2 separate regions of the Mus musculus genome follow, and region 2 is linked to region 1. Evidence: chromatin contacts called from public HiChIP or PLAC-seq data. All regions are on one chromosome and are shown on one strand. The core of a region is the stretch at or near the end of the contact, and the rest is flanking DNA. Distances in the headings are between cores, read along the strand shown.

Region 1 (6,192 bases), core at 1,117-3,616:
TCTGCCTGGTTCTAAACCGAACATTCACCCTTATAATATGGTGGGGGGACTCCAGCTAAATGAGCCTTCGGTTCTGATGTGATCTTTCCAGTTATTGAATGTTTCATTGAATTTTCCACTATGCAACTTCAAATGCAGGAAGCGGCCAATTCATTTTGTTAACTGTTGTGCAGTATAGATAGCCCGCTCCATAACTATGCACTTTGATTTGGTACATGAGGAGATGTAGTTTTCATTACATCCCTTATCCTCCTAATGACATTTCCAAACAGGATTTTAAGAACTGTGAAGCAGAAATAAAATTATGCTGAAGCTCCAAACTGATCACGTGGACTGGAAAACGGCATCAGAGCCAGTGAGTGTGAATGGGATCCAAGGCTAGCACAGTTCGAGTTCAGAAACAGTCCTCAAATAACGAGCATCTTTCTGATGCCCCTTACATTCCCAATCACAACTGAGACTCTATGAAAGAACACAGACTAGTGTGGGCTCCTGACCCCAGCCCCAGAGCCTTTATCCTACACCCAGGCTTCAACACACCTTTGATGTAACTCCTTCCTTTTCAATAATCAATCAGGGCTAACATTTTGGTTATCTGGGTTTACACAAAAAAACCTAAAGGAGCCATGAAATTGCTTCTGTGAAGCACACCCTGCACTGACTTTTAAATAGCTTTCAGAATCGTCTAGAAATGAAACTACTGCTATCGTACCCTTTGTCTTCTCCACTCCCATACTGGAGCAATTCTCCAGACTGAGAAGGAAAAGAGGTACCTGACTTCCATAGTGTGCTGACAATTACAGCCCACTGTCATCTTGGTTGTATTAATTACCTGCCTTCCCTATGTTATTAGGCCCTGAAAGAAGCCACACACACGGTCACTTATTTCGAATGACACTGCTTAACTGAGGCAAAGGATGTCATTTATTTCAGAGTTTTGCCCTGTTTATCAAAGTATATAAATATCTAGCAAAATGCCAGTGTTTTCTCGCTGTGGCCTTTCGGAGATGCCAATCTCTTGGACAACAGATTAATCCTCCCTCTCTATTACCCTGAACTTGATGAGGGATCACAATACAGGAGGTACAAGGCAGAAAGATTTACTGGGTGGCCAGGACCAGGGCCTGAAGCAGGATGAGACCTTCAAAGGAGCAGCAGCAACTGTGTTTGTGATAGATAATACTCTTTTTATTCAAATATCCAAGCTGGCCACTTACAGGCAGAGACTACTTACTGCCTTCATCTAAGACAGGAGAACTCCTGACGTGGAAATGCAGGAAACTCCACCCTTGATCATTTCAGCCTAGGAGAAGGTTCCTAGCAAGGCTGCCCTTCTTTCCTAAACTACAGGGAGTCAGAGGACTCAATGTGTATAAAAGACTGTCACATAAATTAGGATTGTAGTCAGGAAACGGGGAAGAGAGAATCCCCCAGGCTGGAGAGATGGCTCAGCAGTTAAGAGTACTCACTGCTCTTGCAGGAGATCCAGGTTCAGCTCCTGGCAGCCACAGGAGGACTCAACCACTTATAACCTCGTGCCAAAGGACCCAATACCCTTTTAACCTCCAAAGGTTCCTGCAGGCATGTGGTACACATGTGTACACCCAGACACACACACAAACACTATCAACCAACTAACTAATCAATATATATATATATATATATATATATATATATATATATATATATATATATGTGTGTATATATATATATATATATATTTTTTTTTTTTTTTGCGGGAGAACCAGCTCTCCCCAGAGAGTCAAGAGTCTGCAGGAGGCATCCACCAACTAAAATGCTCTCAAACTTCCAAGAAGAAAACCTGAAGAAAGCCAGGAAGCCAATCCAACACTACAGGTGTGCTACTCATGCCTGCGATCCCATCATTACATGGGAGGTAGAGACAGGAGGGTCATAAGTTCAAGGTCAACCTCAGATAAGAAGGTCGAGAGGCCAGTCAGAGCTACAAAATCCCTGTCCCCAAATTGATTTATTGATTAGTCAATTAAGAGTAAAAGACTTGAAACTAACTGTGGCTGCTGTTTAAAAAACAAACAAAAAAACAAAAAAGAAAGGACATATAATTCAAGCAAACGACATTAACTTTCTTAACTATGTTAGTTCCTTGCTTAAAATTAAAATTTGGATGTGGGAATCAAATGACACAGGAAATAAAGTGGGGGTAAGGGAATCGCTGGTTCTTGACCAGGCAACCTGGGGTTTCCCCTGATCATAAGAATTAGATTTCTGTTCCAATCCCCCAGGCCAGAACCTATAAAATCCACCTGACTAACAGCTAACAGCTCACCAGCTAGCTACACTTTCACCTGGAAACGAGAGGTGAAAGTCAAGGGCTTTATCTACTCAGACGAGCGGCTGCTCCCAGATCAAGAGTATTTTAATGAAATGAGACTTAAGTGAATTGTTGACATAGGCATTAAATGTTGTCATTTAATATCAACAGTCTGTTTGATTTGTACACAGTTATGAAATGTCATTCGGGCCGGAGAGTTATATTGAGGGTTACCACATCATAGGCAAGGATTTCCAGAGGGAAGTGAGCTGATCTGTCTCAAAAGAAAATGTGTTTACATTAACACTTGGGGGAAACAGGCAGCCCTGCAAACATCGATGGAGAGATAAAAATAAAATGAGGCAAAACTCAACTTGGAAGAGTGGAATAAAAAAAATGATAATTTACAATACGTTTTCTTCATCTTTAAAAAAAAATAGGTACAAAGTTTACACTTGTGAATTCTGCCATCACGGAAAATATCTACCCCATTTCAGTCTCCAAGCCTTTTTTTTTTTTAAACTGCAGAGATAAAGTCTCACAATGTGACCTTTGGCTGGCCCAGAACTCACTATATAGACCAGGCTTGGCTCCCAACTCAGAGATCACAGAGATCTTCCTGCCTCTGCCTCTGCCTCACAAGGGACTTGAGGGGTGGAAGAAATGGCTGAGTGAGCACCCCTATTCTCTTCAAGGGGTAAAAACAACCATGGGCATCCACTACTTTGCCTGATAGCCTGCTAGTAAGGCTTAGCCCTGCAAAACTGAACAGTTAAGTTACGCTGTGGCTTGTCTGGTTAGTCTGGTTTTATAAACACAGGCATCATAAAAGGATAAGGACTCAGAGAGTATGTGCCTGGAACAGTGTTTTCCCAGAGGTGGCCAACAGTGACACCAGTCATAAGGTACTTAACCCACACGAGAGCCTATGGCAATGAAATCCGAAGTTAAATGCTACAGTAACTGACTGAGCTAAACAAACACTAGAACATGCCTAAATGAACTCACAGATATGACTCACAAGCCAAAAAAAAATTTTTTTTACTGTTTTATGCTTTAACATGTGAAAATAGGTTCCAAAACAAAAACAAAAAATCCAAACAAATAAACAAAAAACAACCAAGTGTTCCTTTCTTCTAGGATGTTCTTACGAAGGAGGAAAGTCTCTGGAGTCAAAACTGACTAAGACCCTCCCTCTCTCCTAGAGAGTACTCCAGGTTCTAAGAGAGTAAACTTGATTCCAAAGAACACCTGAAGGAAGAAAGAGGAAGGGGGGCTGGGTGAGGCTTTGTTTACAACAGATCTTAATTCTTTAGCCTTAGCTTGAGGAAGCTGTAAGGTCTTTGGCACCGGGCTAAAAATAGCAGAAGTAGAGCGGGTGACAAAGATGAATGGCTCCCAGAGACACAACACAAAGCAGAGGAATTTAAGGAAAACTGCAGTGGAGTCAGCAGAAGATCCTCTCCTGCCAGGTAAATCAAGGTGGTAGAGGGCTCCTCTTGGGGCAGAACCACAATTTGCCAGGCAGACATTTCTCTGGCAGTGTCTCCAGTTCAGCCGTGTGCTACTTAAATACATTCAACCCTTCAGGAACTAGTTTCTCCATGGGGTCAAGGGACAGCTTCACTGTAGCCTTATAAAAAGATCATACCGCTTACCTCCGAAATCCCCCGAAATCTCCATGGAAAATGGCAGATTCCCACAGGAGATGGGACTTAACATCAATTATCCCTTTATTTACGTGGGGGGAGAAGGGGCGTATGGATACCACAGCATGTATGTGGAAGTCAGGCCAACGTTCATCTCTCAGTTCTCTTACACCCTGTGGTCTGTCCCAGAGACTGAACTCGGTTATCAGGCTTGAGCCAGCTCTTCCCCTGTCCACAATCAGGGTCCTGTTCTCTCAGGGGAAGCCAATGGTGGCATCCTCACAAGTGCCTCTGTAGTTATGCACAAGAGTCAAAGACCACTCCTTTACATTTCATGCTCAAAGACTTGTCTAAGAACTGGTTCTTGAATTGAGTACCAGTCTGTCTGTTGTCTGCCTGTCCATCTTTTAGTGACAACCTGGTCCCTACCTTCTCCTTCTGGCACTGGACACAGCAAGCATTTGTGTCTCTGCCAGCTTTCCTCCCAGGTCAGAGCATAAGAATCTCCCTTTCAGGCTGGAGAGTTGGCTCAGCGGTTAAGAGCGCCAACTGTTCTTCCAGAGGTCCTGAGTTCAATTCCCAACAACTACACGGTGGCTCACAACCATCTGTAATGGGATCTGATGCCCTCTTCTGGTGTGTCTGAAGAGAGCAATGGTGTACTCATATACATAAAATAAATGAATAAATTTTGAAGAAGAGGAGGAAGAGGAAGAGGAGGATGAGGAGAAGTCCCCTTTCTTGACGAGTTAGAGAGGAAGTCCCATACTGCCCTTGCAGTCCATGGACATACCTTCACCAGTAAGGCAAGGGAAAACCTCTGAGGAACAATGGTCAAGTTACTGGACTCTCTTCTTCAGATTCTTATTAACAAGTGCTTCTTGGACCTCAGCATCCAGCCTGAGATTTCTTTCCCCCTTTTTGCAATCAATTGCAAAATTAAAGTGAGAACTCAAAAGGTCTCAAACAGAAAGCTCCAAACATTACAGGTAACTCTGACTGAAAAGTTAAACATACAATTCTTTACAATTCTTCAATGTTCTTTGGAAAAAGAATAAAAGGAAAAATAAATAAATAAATAGCATTGAGGAGCAGGAGTATCTCTTAGAAAGACTTCAAAGACAAAAACATAAACAGAACAAACAGATAAACACAGTCCCTAGTAGAAAATCCCCATCTGCAGCTTTAAATAATAATGTACTTAGAATCCAAGTGTGAAAGGGGCCCTGGAATCTTCACTGATACGCTCAACTATGGGCATATGCCCAAGAACCAAGCACCTCAGGAAACTCTCTGAATATTCCAGAAAAGCCACACATGAGGCCAGAGGGCTCAAGAATCACATCTGTGCATCTAAAAGAAACTTTAAAAGACTGTTCCTGCAGAAAACAAAGATGGTGGATGGACCTTCCAAGTACTCTTCCTTGGGAGCAAAAAAAAACAAAAAAACAAAAAAACAAAAACAAAAACAAAATAAAATAAAATAAAACAAAATAAAATAAAATAAACCTGTGGGTCTGTGGAGCACCTAACATGGAGAAGCATCTCACAGATCTCGGGGACATTAGCATTTCTCTCCTTGCCCAACAACTTAGTATTCAGAAATCAAGTCGAAAGCCCAGGCATGCCCTGCATACTTATTTGGAAATGTTGGTAACTGGCAGGATCCAACAACTCCTGGGTTCAGTGAGTACTCCCTGAGAAGTGGAACTGGGCCTCTGCCCTTCCTGTTGAATACCTTAGGAACAGCACAATGGCGTGCGTCCGGAAGCACTAGAGAATGGAGGTGGTGGCTTCTTGTTCAAGCAGTAACTTTAAAATGGGGCAGGAGGTAGGCTGGGGAGATGATGCTTGATTTGTGTGCACAAGGACCTGAGTTCACATAAAAGCCACGCATGCCATCACCATGTGTAAACCCACTGCTGCAGATACAGAGATTCCAGGATACAGGGTCTCACGGGCCAACCAGTGTGGCCAAAAAGGCATGAACCCAGTATTTAAGACTCTGTATTAAAACTAAGATGGAGAGTGGTTGAGGAAGGCACCCAGTGTCACCTCTGACCTTCAAATATTCACACCATGGAAGGCACATGTGCACATACACGTGAACACACATACACACATGTGTGACCTGTCAGGTCAACGGCTCAGGATGTAGAAGCTGCTTGCCACCATGTGTGATTGCCTGAGTTAGATCCACTGAAACCCTGAAGGTAGAAGGACTTCTGCAAGGTTTCCTCTAAGCACGGA
Region 2 (6,353 bases), core at 315-2,814, 100 kb before region 1:
TATTTGGGAGTTGGGATGTGAGGCAACACCTATGGTTCTCCCAAGACTACTACTGACTGGCTAACAGAAACCATTGCTCACACTCCTAGTCCACTGCAACAGCCCTCTGCCTGACAACTCTGACACAGGTATCCCTCTTTCACATGGCTTCTGGACCTCTCAGTCATCCTCAGCGACATCCCACTACCTGTCTAAAGGGAAAAGGAGAATATACTGTCCTCTGATAGCTGCCCCAGATGTTGTACAGTCTGGTCCAAATCCTCCTTCCCAAGTCCAGTGCTCACAAGTCTCCATCAGAACTTAACATCATCCATTTTGTAATTCTTTCATCAAACAAAGTCTTGGACAAAATCCCTGTTAAGTCACTGACCAAAAACACGAGTGTGGGCTCCAGCAGGCTTAGGCAAACAGCATGAGCTCACCTGGCTTTCTCAGAGGGCCGAGGTTCTTCCGCAGAGCCCCCACGAAGGCCTGCTCCCGTGCTGACCAAGAACACGGGAAGCTGCACCAAGACTCTTACTCAACACTGGTTTATAAGTTCCTCTGTGACTACAAAATAAACCAAGGGCAGAACTAATCAAAAGAGCCCAAACACTTAAAATCCGAGTCTAGCAACACACACAGGCGTACCCCTCCTCATACATAAATTTAACACGATTTTCTCCTGCACTGAAAATGTCAGGGCTCAGCAAGGGACAGGACAAGGTTAAGAGAGGCTGACAGAAAGCAGTGGACGGGGTTGAAAGCCGAAGCCCTGCAAGTTTATCTACACAAGCAGCACAAGTTCCCCTGGCACACGCCCAGCTCAGCCCGCTGCCCTCCAGCTGCATAATAGCAATCATTTTTTTAAACACCCTCATTCTGTCCGACCACATCTCATAATGTGTAAAGCCCAGCTGGATTGCATGTAGGATTTTGTCAAGCTGTCTTTAATCTTTAGCTTGACTTCCACTCCTAACCACGGGGCTGGCGAGTCCTTAACTTGCTCATGTTTACAGGCTGCTCGTTCTGTTAGTGGTCTTCCCAGAAGCACTCTGGGCTGACAGAGCCTAGTGGCAGGGGTCCCACTTGTCAGAGCAAGACTTCAGTGCTCTTTCCCCTATCAAGGACTTTCTTGCTCTCCCCCGCCCCCCAAGGTGTTCAAACATTTCTTCACTCCATTTTTGTTGGTGGTTCAACTTGACTTCTGAGACTCTGAATTGAAAAGAAAAATCATAGATGCATCCAAGTGATTCCCTGGAACTACATTAAGCTGAAGATACTTTGTTCATTGGGTTTTGGGAGTGTCCATTCTTTTTAGCTTATGCAATGCCTAAGGGTCGCTGTGGTTCCACAGTAATCCCAAACCCTGTGGACCCTTCTGTATAAATCTCATTCTCTCTCAAAGTTCCTCTTCTCGGAGATCTTCTTCAGTTTGCTTTCAGAACAGGGAAGACAGCGGATGCAGTCATCTTTCAAATGTCCACTTTGGTTACACATCCTTCTGGTCCTCAAGTGACTCACTTTGCTACCTTTACATGGTTTGGCTTGTACTCAAAGGACGATGTTTAGGAAATGACAAAGAATGACAGGGCGAGAATAAGCAAACAAGTCTGGAGGGCTTCAGGAGCCCACAGATGACAGACATTTCAGGAGCCTCATTCAGTGCATTCCTGGGCTGGACATCAATGTGTCCTTAGCTTTTAAATGAACATAAGTTGCTAGGAGAAGGTTTCTGTTGGGTGAACTGCACGAGCTATCTGCAGTTCTCTAAAATCTATCATCCTTTATAAGGGTTTGCCTCATGGTCCATCCCAGGGTTTTGTCTAGCTTGTTGCTAACTTGTTTCTCTCTAGAATCCTGACCATTTTCAGCAACAACGGTCAGTTACCTGCTTAAAGCATTCCCTTCTGCCTGATTAGATTACTGACCATCCTACTTTAATAAGAACACTAGAAATACAAAGAGACAAAACAAGATGGAGACTATTAAACAAAATTAGTACATAAACACCCATGCCCAACGCAGTACTAAGAAAGATTGAAATCAGGGGTTGATAGAACACTCAGCATTGCCAATACCCCCACAGGAAACACTGCTGTAAGGGCTCTGCCTTCTTTTGCATCCCTGGGTCAAAGGTCAAGAGTGGACCACAGTGACAGTGAGGCTTCCAGATCCAAGGACATGTGTCTTGCTGCTGTCTGGCCTCTGACTCCCCTCATTCAGCTCACTCATTCAGTGATATGATGAGGCTGACATGAGGCGGAGAGCAGGTGTGTGCAATATGTTGTTTTCATCTCCCCACTCGGAGTTATTAGCACCTCCCATCACTCACTGTGGCAGGTTCATTTGAATATTAGCATCACACACAAGCTGCATCCTTGAGAAAGGAGGCTACTGCAGACTTTGCTGGTGAACTATTAGATAACAGAACATTTATTTCACATCATTATAAAATTAAGCGTTGCTTCTAGTTCCTTAAAAGGCTAATTGGGGGCTGGAAAGATGGCCCAGCATTTAAGAGCACTACCTGCTCTTCTTGAGGACACAGGTTCAATTCCCACCACTTACAGAGGGACTTACAACTATCTTTAGCTCCTAGGGGATCCACCACCTTCTTCTGACTTCCTAGGTTACCATGCACACACATGGTACACAGATACACATGCAGGCAAAACATTGATAGATATGAAATAAAATTAGAAACCAGCTATTGAATTTATCTTTTAAAATATTTATTTATGAATTATTTTACATACATGTGCACTGCTCCAGAATACAGATGTGTACCATGTATGTGCAGGTGCCCATACAAGCCAAAAGAGGGTGTCAGATTTCTTGGAACTGGGGTTACAAACCATTGCAAACTGTGGATATGGGTGCAGGAGTAGCAATGATCTTAACCCCTGAGGAGCCTTCTCTCCAGCCTCTCAACTTCCCCTTTTCACATACAAGAAGGTTCTCCTGATAGGAGAACATAAAAGGGCATTTTGTTTTTTTTTACCACAGTGATGATTCCAATAGACTGCTTAGTCCAATGGAATATGTTCTCAACTATATAAAAACATGGATGTTAGTGTACTTAGAAATAATCATGTTACTCGCATGAGAAACGTTTTAATACCCCACTTTGCTGCCATGTTACAACAGTTTCACGTCTCAATTATGAGCCTGCAAAAGAGGCTCCTAAGTCACGCGCAGTGTCAACTGGATATTAAGACTCAGCTTTAAACAAATGGATGGTCTGCAATCTGTTTCAGAGAGAAGGAAAAACATTTGTTTGACAGAGTGGAGTGTGAGAAACTGAGGTGGCTGCAGAAGCACAGCCTCCTCTTGCATACGCCTCAATATTCCGAGGGAGCCCGTGGAGAGTGTACTTGGAAGGCCAGATCCTTCATTTTGGGAAGTTAATTACATATTATTAAGTTCCACCTCTCATGGGAAATCAGCTTGAACACATGGACCGTGCCTGAGGATGGAGAAGACAAACCACACAGAGATGTGTTTGTTCACAGGAAGGTAGCTCCGTGCCGAGGGTGTAGGTATCCATGGTATTCCAGGATGAACTACCAGGATGGCACTGAGAAGTTTTCTAAGTTTGCTAATAAAGATGGTAAATTACTGGGCTGAAATCTGTCATTTGTTAATCAAATTTAATAGTAATTTCTTCCTGCAGACACATGCCGAAGACAAATTATCAATTTCTGTAAATCATAATTAGTTCGGAGCCAGAGTCCAATTCTCCTAAAGATTAGCTGTGCGTAGTTTAAATGAAAGGCACTCTGTTGCCTCCCAGAGTGGAAGAAACCTCCGCCCTCACTGAGGTCCTCAAGACCTTGGGTTATGACCACTGATGACTTGCGGTAATACTTTAAAATGTTTCTACTTTGTTTCATGCACCGACCTCAATTTTTACTCAGTGCACGGGCACGAGACTGGGTGTAGGCCTAGCATGCATGCATCGTTTCCTTCTGCTGTGTTTTCCCTGTGTGGATGGCTTTGCTGCCTCTGAGACACAGACCCTTTCCGATCTTTAATTTTCTTTAAGAGTGGATAAGTGCCGTGAGCAAAACTGTGCACCGCTGCACTTGAGGCGCTTATTTAAAAAGAAATAAAACATGATTAATTTCAAGTGCTTTACAATTAAAAATATATGACAGCAGGGTCATCTGGGTGATTTAACTACACGGGGAAGGGTCACGGGCCTGTGAAGTTAGAGATACCTTGAGCTAGACTTGGTGCATGTATTTATTGTCACTGGTAGCATATTAGATTATTAAAAGGGACATGCTAATGTGACATTTTACTATTACAAAGGAAACTCAGTACTAAAATTAGGACATAAATCAGCCAGATATGCTTCCAGACATGCAATCAACTCTCTCTTCCACTCATCTTCCTTTGCACATCAAGACGGTTATATTCAATTTCATTTTGTATTTATTTGTTAACTGTATATGTCACTCCTTCCTAAGTCCATGTGAGTAACAAAAATTTAGTTGTATCCCAATAAGAACAGATTAAATTTAATGGAGATAAGACAAGGTAATTGGGATGTCTATATATATATATATATATACATATACATATACATATATATATATATACTTTAAAAATCAAAACTAAAATATAAACCTATTCATTTTTTAAATATTCATCCAGATTACATTTCATGTGCAAGACTGTTCTCAATAAAGCTCTCTTTATTGCACAGTGTCTATACTCATAAAATAGCAAGACTTGTCTGGGGACAGGATCATGACACTCCAACCGATTCTTTCCCCAAACAATGGCTAGTTTTGGGATGGAGACAGCAGACAACATAAAGTAAATGCCTGTCGTGAAATAATAACTAGCATTGTCAAAAGAACCGTGTGTGCCTCAGCTGACTAATGCACAGTTCCGGTTTGAGCCCATATTTCAAGCCCGAAAGCCATGAAATGAAATTAGCACTTTAAGATTCTGTTGGTATTTTTGCCTGGAAGGAAAGGGGAGCCATTTCATACTCTCACACTAATCCAAAATCGCAAAACCTTGTGTCATCTGGCTTGCTTAAAGGGAACGCAGTTCAAGTGCCTGACATAGAGGATGATGGAGGTTCGATGGCACGGCCTCCTCCTCCCTCTCCTCCTGACTTCACTGTTTTGGGTAGGGCCATCAGCCTGGGACTACAGATTCTGTGTGTGTTCAGTTTGCAGGTGTCTACAGAACTACGTGCAGGCCACTCATGGTAATAAGGTCAAAGCTGCAAGCCTGATGATTAATTTTAGAGGATTTTGTTGCCTTATATATATACCATGGCAAATGAGTGTTACTGACCAAGAGTCATGAAGTCCAGATAAAGTGCTTCAGTGGCTATGTATCATAAGAGATGGGGCGGGGGGAGGAGAAGGGTAGAGAAAGAGGGCAGAAGACAGCCATGGGGACAGAGGAGCCCCGAGAATTCTGCATGCATCTGGCCACCCTGTCAAGAGGCTATGGCTGTTGGGCTTTATATACAACAGCACATTCAGGTCAAATGCATGCAACCATCAAACAGAAAGGCACCGTGATTCAGAAAAGAGTGAGCTAGCTAATTTATTCTGTGTCCCATACTTTCAAAAAATTAACTAAATCTATATAAAAGTAAACAATGAATTAAACACTATATTTCATGCCTTAAAAGAACTCAGCACATTAGAAATTAGCATTTCCTTTGTTTTCAAGTCATTGAATTTATATCATTTTTCAATAGTGTTTAGCTAAAGCAAACAAAAACAAGAAAATCACATTATTCTTTCTAAGCCATATAAAAGTGATCTGGAAAGTCACGTTTAAAAATCGCTACCATGGATTAGCTTAAGGCAATTATTTCACTCGCCGAATTCTTTTACAAGAAGTTAAAAAAAAAAAAAATCAAGCTTCTTGCCTAACAAGAAAAATGAAATCCCATTAGTTGTGTCTCCAGTGTATATTAACATTCCTTTTGTTTAGAAAGGTTAATATCCCCCAAATAAAGGAGCATACAGTGCCTGTTAAAATAATTACATCATGACATTTTAGAAAGGTTGGCAGATAGACGTGGCTGCAGCACAGAAACAAACAAAAGTAAAAGCCAGTACTTTTTAAATTATCCATGACTTCACAAAATGGAAAGCTCTGGAAATTCCACCATGTTTGCAATTTCCTGCCAGCTCCTCTGGTCTCTGGTCTCTGGCTTCGCTCCTTCTCCATCGGTATCTTTCTGTCACAGAGACTTAGGAGGCTCAGTACCTTCATGCTCCAAATCAGATGACCTACTCTCGGAGAGAGAAACTACAAATCTGACAGCAAGAGAATTTCACAACAGATTGGCATGAGGAGCCGACATAAACCCGAGACTGCCGTGGCCACTT

The links. HiChIP or PLAC-seq counts read pairs in DNA pulled down with a chosen protein or histone mark.
Region 2: a contact with region 1 is called in an HNF4G HiChIP or PLAC-seq map of pancreatic cancer cells. The contact joins two enhancer-like sites. A contact is called at or near these places in 27 of 484 Hi-C or Micro-C datasets (the AML12 cell line, the HL-1 cell line, LSK cells and 17 more), 4 of 115 datasets of contacts at active chromatin or transcription factors (bone marrow-derived dendritic cells, embryonic stem cells, microglia and 1 more) and 2 of 9 other capture datasets (embryonic stem cells and liver).

What each region holds. Positions count from the first base shown.
Region 1 is chr9:47,579,170-47,585,361 of GRCm38.p6, reverse strand. All of the region lies in intron 1 of Cadm1 (cell adhesion molecule 1), which reads right to left. Among named protein-coding and RNA genes, the nearest start is that of Cadm1, 52 kb to the right of the region's middle. Within about 2 kb of position 2,366, at least 29 of the 459 cell types and tissues checked have an H3K27ac peak or open chromatin away from gene starts, as enhancers often do. A contact at or near this core is called in bone marrow-derived macrophages and pancreatic cancer cells, where this site is marked.
Region 2 is chr9:47,682,967-47,689,319 of GRCm38.p6, reverse strand. All of the region lies in intron 1 of Cadm1 (cell adhesion molecule 1), which reads right to left. Among named protein-coding and RNA genes, the nearest start is that of Gm10677, 130 kb to the left of the region's middle. Within about 2 kb of position 1,564, at least 25 of the 459 cell types and tissues checked have an H3K27ac peak or open chromatin away from gene starts, as enhancers often do. A contact at or near this core is called in bone marrow-derived macrophages and pancreatic cancer cells, where this site is marked.